Linked DNA regions of Sus scrofa: region 2 is linked to region 1. Evidence: chromatin contacts called from public HiChIP or PLAC-seq data. All regions are on one chromosome and are shown on one strand. The core of a region is the stretch at or near the end of the contact, and the rest is flanking DNA. Distances in the headings are between cores, read along the strand shown.

Region 1 (7,325 bases), core at 2,102-4,601:
GTGTCAGAAGGTGACACCTGGGGTGGTTCTGTTTATGTGACATTCTTCAAGGTCAAGGCTGGAGTGCTGGAGGACAGGGCAGTGTTTGCCAGCTTAGGGCTGAGGAGAGAATCTGACTCTAAGGAAATGGCACAGAGGAGTTTTTTGGGTGACATCACTGTTGTGTGTCCTACTTTGAATACACATCGATACATGTGTCAAAAGCTGCACCGCAGAAAAGTCAGTTTTACTGTTTGATCATTAAAAAACTTAGGTATAGGGAGTTCCCATTGTGGTACATCAGAAATGAATCTGACTAGTATCCATGAGGACGCAGGTTTGATCCCTGGCCTCGCTAAGTGGGTAAGGGATCCAGGGTTGCTGTGAGCTGTGGTGTAGGTCACAGACTCAGCTTGAATCCCATGGCTGCGGGATAGGCTGGCAGCTGTAGCTCCGGTTCGACCCCTAGCCTGGGAACTTCGACATGCCACAGATGTGGCCCTAAAAAGGGAAGGAAAAAAAAAAACTTAAGTATAAACCATAACGTGATGATGATGACCAGCATTTATTAAGGGCTTGCTGTGGACCAGGAACTAGGCTCAAGTTCTTCTCACGTATCAACTTATTTAACCCTCACAATCTCCCTAGGAGGTAGGTGCAGAAACTAAAGCCCAAAGTAGTTGAGGAACTTGTCCCTCATCATGCAAGCGGGAAGTAGCAGAGCCAAGGTTTGAACCAAGGCAGCTTGGCTCCCCAAACCCCTCCTTGCCTGTAACAGCTTCCTTCCTCAGGAGGATGATAAAGATTCCAAGAAGAAGGCAGGTGCTTTATAAAGGAAGATGATTTTCTTGGTTTCAGAAGGCAACACCTTGTCATCTCCAAAGCCAGAGATGTATGTGGGCCAGGGGTGGGCTTATGGCTGCAGAGCTCAGCAGAGAAGACAAATGGGAACAGCATCCAGTTGCTTTTTGGCTTTTTTTTATGAAGTACTTTTCCTCTGGCTGTCTTGTCTGAGTCTCCTGGTTGGTCTGTGAGGGGTGCTGAGTGTGTGTCACCCCATTATGGAGATGAGGGAAATGGGGGGTCAAGGAGGGTTGTGACTTCCTCAGAGATACAGAACCAGACAGAGCCTGAGCTAAGTGTCACGTGCTTCCTGTCCCCTCCTCCCCCACCACCTGTTTTAGTTGTCTTACTGTTGATTAACTAAATGTCACAAAACATAGGGGCTTAAAGCAATGGCTGTTCTGACACTTGTTGTGTTTCTGTGGGTGTGGGCTCAGCTGGGTGGGTCTCCTTCCTCTGGGTGGTCCTGGCTGGGGCTGTGGTCACCAGGGACTTGACTGGGCAGAAATGGCCAAGATGGCCCCTTGTATGACTGTGGCACAGGTGCTGGCTCTCAGCTGGTTGCTGAGCGGGGGCTGTCACCTTGGTTCTCCTCCATGTGGCCTCTCTGTGTGGTTTAGGCTTCTTAGAGTATGACGGCTGGCTTCTAAGAAATTGTGTTTGGGGAAGTGAGATGTAGGAGCTACCAGTCATTTTAACGCCTGGGCTTGGACTCCTTGTATAACGCGTCCGCCATATTGTACCAGTCAAAGTGCCAGAGAGACGATGAGCCCAGCCTCAGAGGGAGGGGAGAAGACTTGCACCTCTTGGTGTGAACTGGATGTGTTCACCAAGGGGAGAGGGAGTTGTGGGGGTCCCCTGCAGAGAACATCCCCCCCCCACATATCCCAGTTATAATTGATGAACACCTACCATAGGTCAGTCAAGCCCCTGAGTTGGGTGCTATAGCTGCAAAAAAGGAAGACACCATCGTCCCTGCTGTTGGGGAGCTCTGTTCCCCCTGAAAGTTCAGTCCCATCTTTGCAGAAGTGTCAACTCATGTCCTTCCCCTTTTGAGGATATGTGAAAATTCACCCTTATACTGAGGATAAGTTCACTGGGGACCATAGCTCTTCGGAAGTTCTAAGAGAATTCAGCTGATGGGAATCCAAAACTAAGGGCCTACCGTGCTTACTAGGAACTCTCACAGGGAGAATTACTTCCTTCTCCTGAAGCCTTGCAATCTGTCACATCATCACTTCAGCCCTGAAATGCCTGGCAGCCAAACTGAGGATATTTCCTGGCCTGACACAGTGGACTCCAAGTCTTCCAGTCTCTTCTGTCCCTGCCCTGGCTTCTGTGATGGTGATAACATCTGAGGATGGATATCACCTCCCAAACTTCTCCTCCCTGGGTGCCGTCAGAGTGGCTCAGACTTCATGGTGTTATCCCCTGCTTACAGGAACAAGGAGGTGGGACTGCCCCCCGGGGGGTCCCCTGGAACAGGTGACATCGTGGAGCCATGGGATCAAGCTTCCCTTTAAGAGTAACTCCTGCTTTCTTTCTGCCCTCTCCAGTGCCACCCACTTCCTACCAGCCCCCAGAAGAAATCTTTCCTTTCTGCTTGATGTTTTGTAGCAAAGTGGGAAACTATAAAATAAGCATTTGCTTGTGAATTAATTTTTGGCACATGCAGGGGCTCAGCAAGTCTCATGGCACTTGCATATCCGTCCTCCGAGTCCTTGCCAATTTTTGTGTGTTTCCTTCCTCCTGAGATGTTCCCACCAGCACCCGGGGGAATGTTCCCCCACTTCCTCTTTCCTACAGGAACACAGAGGCTGGTCTCACCTGGGGCAGAGAAGGAGTAGAATGGATCTTTCAACACACCTAGTGTTTGGGGTGTTTTAAGCACATACAGATGGTTGAGGATATATGTGCTGATCTGACCACAGAGAACCGTTCAGCAAATAAAGGGGACAGATCCAAAAAGATTTGGTGGTGGGGGGGATTAATTGTTTCCGGTTGCAGAAGCACAGCAAATTGCATGTATCAAATGGCTGCCCAAGGCTCTTCCTATGCCAAGTCTAGCCTCCAGACACACCCAAAAAGGATTTTCTTCTCTGCACGTACACAGTATGAGTTGGAAACTGTGAGAAGTGCTCTGTCAGGAAGCTGGCTGCGGATTCAGCTGAGAGATGAGATGAGAGAGAAATCCCTCGTCCAAGGGCCTTTCCCTCACCACATTTTTTTTTTTTTTTTTTTTTTTTTTTTTGAGGTTGGCTTGAGACAGCAGGCCAGGAGCCAGTGTTAGATAGGAAATCTCCCACCCCTTCCAGAAGAAGTCACCACAGAAGGCACTGAGGAGAGAGCACGCTGGAGACCCCCCTCTGACCCCGGGGAGCGGGGGTGGGAGGGTGAGAAGCAGTTTGCTTTGCCTTTGCTGGAAATGGGGGGCCAGCTGGTGAGGAAGATCAGCCTTGGTTTGACAGGGCAGCCACCCCAGGAGGAGGAGAGTGGTGTGCAAGCGAGTTACGTAAAAGGGTGTTGTGTTTGGCAGAGAAGTCAGAAATGAGTCACTTCTGAGCGGTGTTTTCTGACCTCGGGTTTTATCCATGTGGGAGAAGAGTGTGGCCAGCATCAGAGTCAGGAGCCTGCTTTCTCCCTGGCGTGGGGGGTGTTACCATGACAGTAAGAGGGAGGCAGGTGGTGGGGCCCCAGCAGGCTCCCCCAGGCACTCTGCCCTTCAGCGGAAACCACAAGGGTCTGGACAGCAAAGCACCCTGGCCTGGTTCAGGGAGGGCTTGTAGGTGCTGCCAGTGGGCCCTCCATGGTGAGTGGGTGGCATGGGGTCAGGGACTTGGGGGGACACTACCCAGTAGGGCAGGCGTGCAGGAGAAGGAACTTGGCTTCCAAAGCGGAAACACCTGGGCTGGAGTTCCAACCGGCAGGGTGACCTTGGACTTTCTCAGGACACGCTGAAACTCAGTTTTCTCACTTGTGAAAAGAGAATTGGAAAAACTGAGTCCCTCCCTTTTGCTCATGTTGAGAGGATTAAAGAGAGTAATGTCAGGTAGAGCTGCAGGAAGGAGCTGCTGCCCTGGGGCTGGTGTGGTGGAGCAGGAAGGCCTGTTCCACTCCTGTCTCCTCAGTCCCTCAGGGCTCGGGGCAGTGCCCTTGACCGCTCAGCCCAGCTCCTGCCCAGAAGAAGGTGATTCACAGAAAGTGCCTCACTCAAAGCCAGGGTCCTAGAAGGCTCTCAAAATGAGGCAGTGATTATTTGTATTAATGCTGCCTTGATTATTTTAAAATGAGGTTCATTTTATTAAATTTTTCTGTCAAAAATCCAACTTCTTAAATTTTGCTTCTGTGTCATGGTTGATGATCCAGTGAGCCTGGGGGCTGTGCTATTTATGTTGTTTTCACACACAATTCACCTCCATCTCTCTGACTGTTTCTATGTTTGAAGTGATTTTAGAGGCCCAGGAGGCAGGGAAGTCTTCATCGCCTCAGTTATCAGGTATTTACACTAACAGATGTTACAGGTGAAGCCGAAAGCAACGGGCAATGCAGTTAACTGCTCCCTGACCCAGGACCTTTCCTTTCCTTCTCTGTGTTATTATTATCATTATTATGTCACTTTTTGGTCCCAGTCATCTGCGGACATACATCTTTCTTCTCCATTCCCAGGAAACTGGCATGTCATTGAACAGGAGTCTTTGATCTAGATCCAGGTTTGGAAGTGAAAACCCAAAATCCCAAAGAAGCTCCCATGGTTGGGAGTGTAAGACTTGCATGATTGCCCACAACTCTCCAAGTAACAAGAGAAGATGCCTGGACCCACTGGCACCAGGTTCTGAAGTTCAGGGCAAGACATTCTTGCAAAGATAGTCAGCATGTTCCTTGTCACTTGGGTTCGAGAAGCTCAGTCCTTTTGAGGTAGTCTGAGGGGAAGGTTAGTTATCCTGGCTTGTGCCTGTAGAGGAACTGGAAACCCAGGCTACGTTTTCTCCTTTCCCGAGTAGCTGAACCACCAGTGTAGGCAGAAATGAATGATTGCATATATCCCTGCTTCTGGCCTTCTCTCAGAGGATGGCAGTTGTTGAGGAGCTGGGGGGAATCTTTGGAAACAAAGTGTTTCTCCTTCCTTTCTATAAGACCCATAAGCAAGAATTAAGGTTTTTTTTGTTTGTTTGTTTGTTTGTTTTTTTCTGACCATACCCACAGCCTGTGGAAGTTCCCAGTCCAGGGATTGAATCTCAGCTGCACTTATGACCAACACTGGATTCTTTAACTCACTCTGCTGGGCTGGGGATTGAACCCACACCTCTGCAGCAACCTAAGCAACCTAATCCATTGCGCTGCAGTGGGAATTGTAGGAATTAGTTTCTAAGAGAAACTATCCTCAGAGGAAACCTCAAGTTTTCCACAATCTCCAAAATTTGACAAAGGACCACCAAAAATATGTCAGAGAAGACTTGAAAATAGTTGTCAGTTGAGCCATCACTTCATTGTATCCTATCCAATCCACAGCACATCTGAATTGTCCTTTCTTCCTCTTCCTAACTTTCTCTAGTCCTTCTGAGGATAGAGTGCTCTTCCAAACTTGCATGCTGACACCAGATTCTCCTCTCCTATGACAGGTTAGTCCAGGGTTGGCAAACCTTGGCTGGAAGGTCGAATCCAGCTGCCGCCTGCTTTTGTAAATAAAGTTTTATTAGAACAGCTATCCTTACTCCTTTAGTCTGTCTCCAGCTGCTCTCATGCTGCAAGGGCAGAGTTGAGGGGTTGTACCAGAGATGGAATGGCCAGCAAATCCTTAGAATATTTACCTTGGGGCCATTTACAGAAAACTTCTGCCAGCCCCCGTGGGCGTGGAATCTTTGCTGTTTAGATAGAAAGTTGTTTAAGGAAGAGAACCATGTCTTAACCCCTTTGTTCGGTGTTCTTCACCCCCTGTTAGAGCAATGCTAGGCTTGAGGCAACTACCCAGCAGATGACTAATATCCTAAGTCTCCAGAGAGGGTGGTCACTTACTCAGCTAGTAAATGGGAATTCAGGGAAAGAGGCTTCTAGTTTTTATTTCCTTTTTTGGTCAAGGGTTGGGGTGGTGGTGATCTCCCTTTTTCCTTCACTGCCTCTACCACAGTACATTCTGTCAGCTTGTTTACCACCTTTCTGCACAGGCTCAGGTGGCCCCTTCCTCCAGGGATCTGTGTATGTGGCTCAGGAGTCCGGCGCTTCTATCTGAAAGCCCTCTCTGACCGTCTGACCCCAGAGTGCCACGTTCTGTGTCAGTCCCTTCCCAATGGCCTCGTGCTGTGCTATTTCCTTGCCTCCTGTAGAGGCTTTCCTAGTAGTGAACACCAAGACTTAGCAGAATCTAGACAGCTAACCTTACAATATGTGAAATGCTGCCACCCGGTCTCCAGCCTGTGTGTCACTTTTTTCTCCAAGCTCCCTGGGTGACCTTGTCCATTCCCATGGCTTTCGGCTCCCATTTATGCCAACTTCTCCCTGAGGTACAGCTCCTGGTCCCACCTCTCCACCAGTCTCCGGATTTCTGTGCAAATCCCCATTAGGCATTTCTAGCTGTGTGGGCTTTAAGTCCACGTGACCCCAAGCACGCGTGTCAGCTCCTGTCCTCCACCCACTGGAGGGTGCATTCTGCATCTAGGTCAGTGGACTCCCCACCACCACCCTTCCAGTCACCCTAGCTGGAAACCTTGATGTCATCCGTCTCCTCCCTCTTGATTGTCATCAGGAACTCATTCTGTGCCCACTCTTCCTCCCAGTATGCTAATAGTCACCACTGAATTGGGACACCTGGAGGCTATGTGGCATGCCCAGAGTGCCCCAGCTGGGGCTGGGGGAGCAGGGGTTGGAAGGGAGGCACCCTGGCTCCTGACCAGCATCCTACACCACTTGCTTATATAGGACTGTCTAAGTTCTGAGCCTGGTTGCCTTTCACCTGTGATAGCCTCTGGATACTGCTGTCACTAATGCCCCTCAGAAGCCCAGACCACCTCCTTCCCTGTCCTGACAGCCTTCTGCATAAGAAGGAATCCACCGCCATACCCTGCATGCTTGGCCTGCCTAGGTCTCCCAGCTCCCTGTCCTGCGCTGCTGGTATGCCCTGCCCTGGCGCTGTATTCAGAGGCCCCTGCTCCATGTGGGACGTGCCTACTTTGCCTTGGCCTGGCACGCTCCCCGAGTCCTGTTTGAAATGCCTCCTACTCTGGAAACTTCCTCTTGATCCCCTGAGGCAGACGTAATGGTATCTCTGTGTGGTCCATATACTGCAGCAGTCACCACACTTTAAATGGAGGCTCACTGTCAGACCCAAGAGGGCAGAGATAACGGCAGCCTTCACCCCAAGCTCCCCAGGGAGTCTGCTATTTTGGATGAAGGCACCTAGATCTGCACATAACAAATAAGCATAGGGAGTAACTGCTCTGTTGGGTTACTCGGAATTAAATGAGGTAATAGGGAAAGCACTAGTTCACAATGATGCTTAGTGCATTGTC
Region 2 (7,325 bases), core at 3,187-5,686, 290 kb after region 1:
GATTTAATCCCTGGCCAAGAAACATCCACATGCAACAGGTGCAGCCATTGGAGAAAAAAAAAAAGCCCCATCTCTTTCCCCAAGGTGTCTTCAGGTCGGCATATTTAAAGCAAGAAAGACTTGAATTGGTCACTCAGCTCTCACTTTGTATGAATCATAACAGGGCTCAATGTGGGGAAACAGCCTAGTTCTAGGAACCAGTAATAGAAGCCAGGGGTTTGTCACCTTCACGGGTGCACCTCAAATCTCACTTCAGTGCTCATCTGCCCATGTGATGTTAACCCTTGACCCTTGGGGAACAAGCAATTGAGCAATGGCCACCTCAGCTGATAGACAGATGCTCAAGTCACACACACAGCTGCCTTTATGACCAGACCCCGGGTAAAGGCCAAAGAGCAAAGACTCTTAGAGAGACGACTTCTTCCTTTCAAGACAGTATTTCTAAATCGAGGATCATAATATGACAATAATAACAGTAGCAGCTAATATTCATTGAACACCTAGATATGATTCTTCTCGTTAGTGTTGTTCTCTACTGTTGCTCTGTTAACTAGCTGATTTAACAAAGAACTGTGTCAACTGCAATTATCCTTTTTTTTTTTGGTCTTTTGTTTTTTAGTGCCGCATCCGAGGCATATGGAGGTTCCCAGACTAGGGGTCTAATCGGAGCTGTAGCCACCGACCTACACCAGAGCCACAGCAATGCCAGATCCGAGCCGCGTCTGCTACCTACACTACAGCTCACAGCAATGCCAGATCCTAAACCTGCTGAGTGAGGCTGGGGATGAACCTGCAAACTCATGGTTCCTAGTCAGGTTTGTTTCTGCTGCGCCTCAACAGAAACTCCTATACTTTTTTTTTTTTTTTTTTTAACAGCTGCACCTGGGGTGTATGGAAGTTCCCAGGCTAGGGTTGAATTGGAGTTGCAGCTGTTGGCCTGTGCCACAGCCATGGCAACGCCAGATCCAAGCCACATCTGTGAACTATGCTATAGCTTGTGTTACCACTGAGCCACAATGGTATTATGCCACTTATTCTTGCAACAGAGTGTAGCACTTCAGGGACTAGGCTGTTGGGGCAAAGAGAAAGGGGTTTGATGCCACTGTTATGCCTTGCTGGTCACATGAGTATGGGAGGTTACTTCAGCTTTTTAGGCCTCAGTTTTACTCATCTGTAAAATGGAAGTGATGAGAGTATGTGTTCCATAGAGGGGCTGAAAGCATTAAATAGGATCATTTATGTAAAGCACTTAATAGCATACTTGCTTCAGAACTAAAGTTCAGCGATTGGAGGTGATAATTAGCTTTCAGAATAAAAGTTGGATAATTGCCATATCAGTGCCTTCAAAAGAACTGGCCTTGTAGTGCCACATGTTCTCTGTCTGTGCTCTATAAGCACAGGATATGAGCTCCCCGTTAGTGATAACTTCTATAGAAGGAAAAACAAAGAATGAAATGATTTCTAGAAAAGCATTGTCATTTCTTCCCTGTGGGCTAGAAAAGGTGCTCAGGTGTCTTGCTCTGCAAATATGAGTTTGGCCGAGGTTTGCACAGTGGTGATGGATGAAAGGAAAGAATCTATTTTTCAGCTTTCATGTCTGCCTGGGATTGAGTACTAATTTTTTTTTTTTTTTTGCTTTTTTTAAGGGCTGCACCCATGGAATATGGAAGTTCCTAGGCTAGAAGTTGAATCAGAGATGCAGCTGCCAGCCTATACCAGAGCTCATGGCAATGCCGGGTCCTTAACCCGTTGAATGAGGCCAGGGATTGAACCTGAGTCCTCTTGGATACTAGTCATGTTCATTACCACTGAGCCACAACAGGAACTCCCTAAATATATTTTCTCACAGCAAGATCAAAGGGATCATATGCCCGGCGTCATTCATGGCATCCGGCTGGACATCAGGAGGAGGGGGCATAAATCAGAGTATTTGCGACCACAGCCACTTGTGTTGCAGAGGAGACAATGGCATTGATCTTTGCTGTGTGCTAGGCCTTGAAATAGCATGAGAAATTGCTGCCAAGTGAATATTCAATCAGGAATGTCGGTGGCCTAGTTTTTCTCAAAGAGTGTGTGTCTATGGATCTGACTATCTTTTAGGACAGTGACCCTGTTCTGAATTTCGGGATTCCTTCCCCTTCCAGTTCGTCGTCTTTCCCCTGACATCCACTGAGCATTAACTGTCTACCAGGCACCAGGCTATATGCCACAGGATACAGGCTAATGGACTTGATGTACTGTCTGCCTTCAGGAGTATCCGGTCTAGTGAGAGAGATGGACCCTGAGCAAATTCTTACACCAACAATAATTGTCATTATAATAGATGCTAAGAAGGAAAAGGCTGGGCACCGTGAGGAAAAGGGTAAGAAGGCCACTGCACCTAGCTTGACGGTTTAGGGACACCCTCTTCCAGGAAGTGATGTTAGAACTGAGACCTGAAGGGCGAACAGAAATTAGCCAGCCAAAGAGTGACTGGTTTGGGATGTGGGCGAGGAAGCTTAGTGTTTTTGAGAAACAAGGAAATGGCCAGTGTGGCTGAAGCTCAGCACACACTGTGGGAAGTGATGTGATCCAGAGCCAGGGAGGGGCAGGGGCCAGGGCTAGCCTACTTTCCCCTCCCTTGGTACCTTTAGTTCTGATGTGGACTGTTCCCAGAGGGAAGGAGACAGACCCCCAGACTTGTCTTGTGGTCACATGGCTGCAGGTTCCTTTGTGTCTAGCTAAGGCTTCCTCCCTGGGTTTCACTCACCTGCAGCTCTCTGGTCCCACAGCTCTCCCTTCACGGATATGGGGGCTGTGAGGCTTTCTCCTGGGCATTCAGTGACCCCCAAGCACTGAGACCAGAGATTTGGGGAGCCCTGGTTCTGTTACTCAGGTGATGTGGTTTCCTCTTCTTGTTCTGCCTGTGATCTGGTGTCCCAGTAAAGAACTGAGCCCCGGAGTTCCCATTGTGATGCAGCGGAGACGAATCCGACTAGGAACCACGAGGTTGTGGTTTGATCCCTGGCCTCGCTCAGTGGGTTAAGGATCTGGTGTTGCTGTGAGCTGTGGTGCAGGTCACAGATGCGGCTCGGATCTGACATTGCTGTGGCTGTGGCTGTGGCTGGCAGCTATAGCTCCCATTAGACCCCCTAGCTGGGAACCTCCATATGCCATGGGTGTGGCCCTAAAAAAAGACAAAACACACACACACACATAAAAGAACCAAGCCCCCCTTCCTACCTCCACCCAGAAACTGGCTCCTTCATAACAGGGAGAATGGCTGCCTTCCACATGCACCCCTGGTTCCCTTGACTAAAACTGAACTGTGGCTCCTCCATGTGAAGTTCTCCAGGTTCAAAGGGCAGCAGAGCTGGACAGAATCCTGCTCTTGAACAGCTTGCTGGCCACCAAGCAGCCTGCTAAGCATCTTCCCTATGATGTCATCACACCCCTAGAACAACCCTGCATGGTAGGGACTGCTGTTGGTGCCCATTTCACAGATGGCAAAGAGAGGTCAAACCACTGGCCCAAAGTCACACTTCTCAGCAGTGGCAAGGCTGAGATTTGAACCCATCTGTTCCCAGAGCCCAAGTTCTTAGCCAATGCCCTCTGTTCCCTCTATTCAGCTCTCTGTCAATTTCTGGAACTGTCCTTAGACTGTGATCCTCCTACTGGGGTCTTGTCTTGTGGGTGGCCTTGTGGGTGCTCCAGGGCCCATGCTTTCCTGTGGCTTCAGCTCACCTTCTTGTTCTTACATGCAAGGCCTCTCTCTGTTCTGTCATCTGCTGGCTGTGTGCCCTCCTGCCATCAGTAAGGTGTGCTCTCTGGAGCTGGAGTGTCGCCCACTGCCTGAGGTTCAGCCTGTCATTCACAGGGACATATCTCTTCTCTCCAGAGTCACCATCAATTCTTCTCAGGCCCCTCCACTTGCCTGACTGCTGCTTCTCTGACTCCTATTGACCCTCTGACTCCCATCTGGGTGATAGGGTTCAGAGTAGGCCCCTTGGTAACCCAAAGAGTGACCAAAAGACCTGAAATTCTCTTAAGGGTTGTGATGGCAAGGAAGTGTTTCTCAATGGGGATGGCACCATCCTTAGGCGAGGTTTCCTTGTGACATTGCTTTTGGTTTTTACAAGGATTGCAGGGCTGTGGGGGTAGAGATGGGGAAGTCTTGTGGCTTTCTGGCTTTGGGGAGCAGGGTGAGACAGGCCTGTGGGGCAAAGAGTTGTCTTGTGTCCTGTCAGGATTTAAAATGCCCCACAACTGACACAAGTGAGAACTTATTTTTCATTTTCTGAGCATAGATCCTAATTTTTTTTTCCACCAGCCACTGAGCTTCCCAGGAATGCCACTGTTATAAAAATGGAAGGAAGTCTCTAGCACTTTACCAAGAGTACTTTGCCATTTTGGAAAATTATGTCATTAATGGCAGCACCACTCTCAAGATCTGAGTCACCAGAGCCACATAATTGCATCAGTCTTCACTTTTAGCTATTTCATTCATGGAGAGTCTCTGTATGCCTGTCTAGCCCTTATTTGGAAATAGCAAGTATAAGGTAAAAGGGTCAACAATATTCAGTTAAATGTGGTCTAACTCCTCTGAAATCCAGGCATGAAAAGTAAAATTCATGAAAAGTAGGTACAAACATTTGACTACTCACTGATTCTTGAATCAGCTGAGCACTTTCATACTGAAATACATATTATACTTTTTTTTTTTTTTTTTTTGCATTTTTGGGCCACACCCTCAGCATATGGAAGTTCCCAGGCTAGGGGTTGAATGGGAGCTACAGCTGCCGGCCTATGCCACAGCCACAGCAACACCTGATCAGAGCCCTATCTGCAACCTATACCACAGCTCATTGCAACGCCAGATCCTTTAACTCACTGAGCGAGACCAGGGATGGAACCTGAGTACTCACAGATGCTAGTCAGATTTGTTACCACTGAGCCACAGGGGAACTCCCATGACATACATATTATACTGTTGACTGTGTCTTATTTTCCTTTATATGCCAGAACAATATGCTGATTTTTAGAAAAAATTTTTCGTAGGTATATTATACTAGCTGTGAATTTCAGTTCCGGATAGTAAGGGCAGTGTTACAAAAATACTTGTTTTAAGAAAAAGGGGTTGCAATGGAACTATGAACTACAGTTTTAAGAAAATAAGGTTGACTTCTATTTTGGTGCCAAAATTTACACAGCATATAAATGAGAGTCCTAGCCAAGCCTCCCCGGCAAGCAAGGACTTTATCGGCTATTTTTGCTCTAGACTTTCCTATTCCATTCCTCATGTTGAGAATTTTCTAGGGTTCTGTTCTTTGGGGAAGATTTTGATATTTGTAAAGAGTCAACAGTTTTTCAGACCAAATTGACATGACCAAGCTGGGTGATCCAACTAAATAATTTTACAAATATATTTTGGCCCTGCCTGGAGTATTTGGAAGTTCCCCAGCCAGGGAGCAAACCTGCTCCAGAGCAGCAACCCAAGCTGCCACAGTGAGAACTGCGGGATCCTTAACCCGCTGAGCCAAAAGAGAATTCCTGAAAAATGATACTCTTGGCCATGGGCTGTGATATTTGGGGGCAGGGATTTTTATCCATCTTTGCCTCTCTCTCCCAGCACTTAGTACGGGGCAATAGTAGATGCTCAGTATGGAGATGAACTAAATTTTGACAGATAGGTGATGTGCGCTTGGTGTGCATGGTGTCATACTGAATTTAAATAATACAGCAGTGTGTACTATAGCAGAAAATGAAACCTCCTCCTCTGGGTATCAGCGAAAACCTATCAACAAGGATTTGCCACTGCACAATTCAACAGAGTACAGGGGCTATGAACTGCAGGGGGGCGTGTGTTGATACATTCCAGGTGAAACTGAGCCTTGCTGCTTCCAAACTTATCCCCTTAGGAATCCCACTTTGAGAAGAGTTAAGATCGGGTTTTGAAACTTTTCCTCGCCTTACAGTAAACACTGTTAATTTAGTGAGTCTCCCTCTAGACTTAAAAACACAGTCAGGCACTGGCAACTCTATCTAGTCACTTATGATGGAGCATGATAATGTGAGAAAAAAAGAATATATACATGTATGTGTGACTGGGTCACTTTGCTGTACAGTAGAAAATTGACAGAACACTGTAAACCAGCTATAATGGGGAAAAAAATCATTATAAAATTAAAAAAAAAAACAAACCCACACAGGCAGCACTCGTATTGGGGGGTCCACATCTGCGCATTTGACCAGCAGCAGAGCAAATTGAAAGGCGCATGCGTACCCTGCAGACGCAGAGGCCAGACTATGGTGCGCCTGCACTGCGCAGTTTTAAAGGCGGGGATTGAGCATCTGCAGGCTTTGGTGTTCGCCTGGAGCCAGTTCCTCACGGATAGCGAGGCAAGGTGTGCGTGTGTGAGGGAGGTATGTTCAGGTAAGGTCAGAGAAATTTTCATGTACTTCTTCAATTTAAGAAATGAGATTATATCACAATACTGTTCTAAAACACGTGCTTTCCCACTTTCTATATCGCAGCCCGTTTAGAACCACGTTGTGATCAAGTGTTTTCAGTAGTTGTCTGGAGAAAATTCCAAAGCAGGAATGCCAACGGTGTTTTGAAGGAAAACAAGAGGATGATTTTAGTGGAAAATATAGTTTATGGGTTCTTATGAATTAATTTTCCCCTCCCCTTTGAAATCTCCTGTAACTTTGGGATTGGTAGATTTGAGGTAAAATAGTGGGAAACAAAAACTTATATTCTGGTGCAAACAAATGAGGAAATAGCAGTCAGCCTCATTTACAATTGGAGCCAGTGTTCTGAAGGATAAAGTAGTGTGATCGCCTACAGACTAGAAAAAGAGGCTACTTTACTTGTTATTTATTTTTTTGGTCACACCTGTGGTATGTGGAAGTTCTCAAGCCAGGGAACCAACCCATACCACAGCAGCGACTTGAGCCATTGATGTGACAACCCTGGATCCTTAACCCTCTGTGCCACAACTCCAACAAGGCCACTTTAGACAAAGTAATCAGGGAGGGCATCTCTGAGGAGGTGACCCCTCAGAGAGAAAGGAGACCAGAGATCATGCAAAGGACCTGAGGTAAGAGATTATTTGATGTGCTTGAGGAACCACAGGAAGCAGGAAAGATTAGTGACAGACCAGGAGATCCCTGGGAGGCAGGAGCCTGATTTTGAAGGGTCTCATAGACCTACATGAACTTCCTGATAAGAACTTGGATATTATTCTAAAGGGAGTGACTTGCTCTGATTATATTTTGAACAATCTCCTTGGAGAAGGAGTTAGAGAAGGGCAAGGGTCAAAGCATGGGGACCAGTTAGGAGCAAG

What was found. HiChIP or PLAC-seq counts read pairs in DNA pulled down with a chosen protein or histone mark.
Region 2: an H3K27ac HiChIP or PLAC-seq map of alveolar macrophages shows a contact between it and region 1. The contact joins two enhancer-like sites. A contact is called at or near these places in 1 of 47 Hi-C or Micro-C datasets (embryonic fibroblasts) and 1 of 2 datasets of contacts at active chromatin or transcription factors (alveolar macrophages).

Annotation. Positions count from the first base shown.
Region 1 is chr13:61,300,085-61,307,409 of Sscrofa11.1, forward strand. The region is part of intron 41 of ITPR1 (inositol 1,4,5-trisphosphate receptor type 1); the gene reads left to right. Among named protein-coding and RNA genes, the nearest start is that of BHLHE40, 220 kb to the right of the region's middle. Within about 2 kb of position 3,352, at least 44 of the 83 cell types and tissues checked have an H3K27ac peak or open chromatin away from gene starts, as enhancers often do. A contact at or near this core is called in alveolar macrophages, where this site is marked.
Region 2 is chr13:61,593,890-61,601,214 of Sscrofa11.1, forward strand. No RefSeq gene overlaps it. Among named protein-coding and RNA genes, the nearest start is that of ARL8B, 43 kb to the right of the region's middle. Within about 2 kb of position 4,437, at least 4 of the 83 cell types and tissues checked have an H3K27ac peak or open chromatin away from gene starts, as enhancers often do. A contact at or near this core is called in alveolar macrophages, where this site is marked.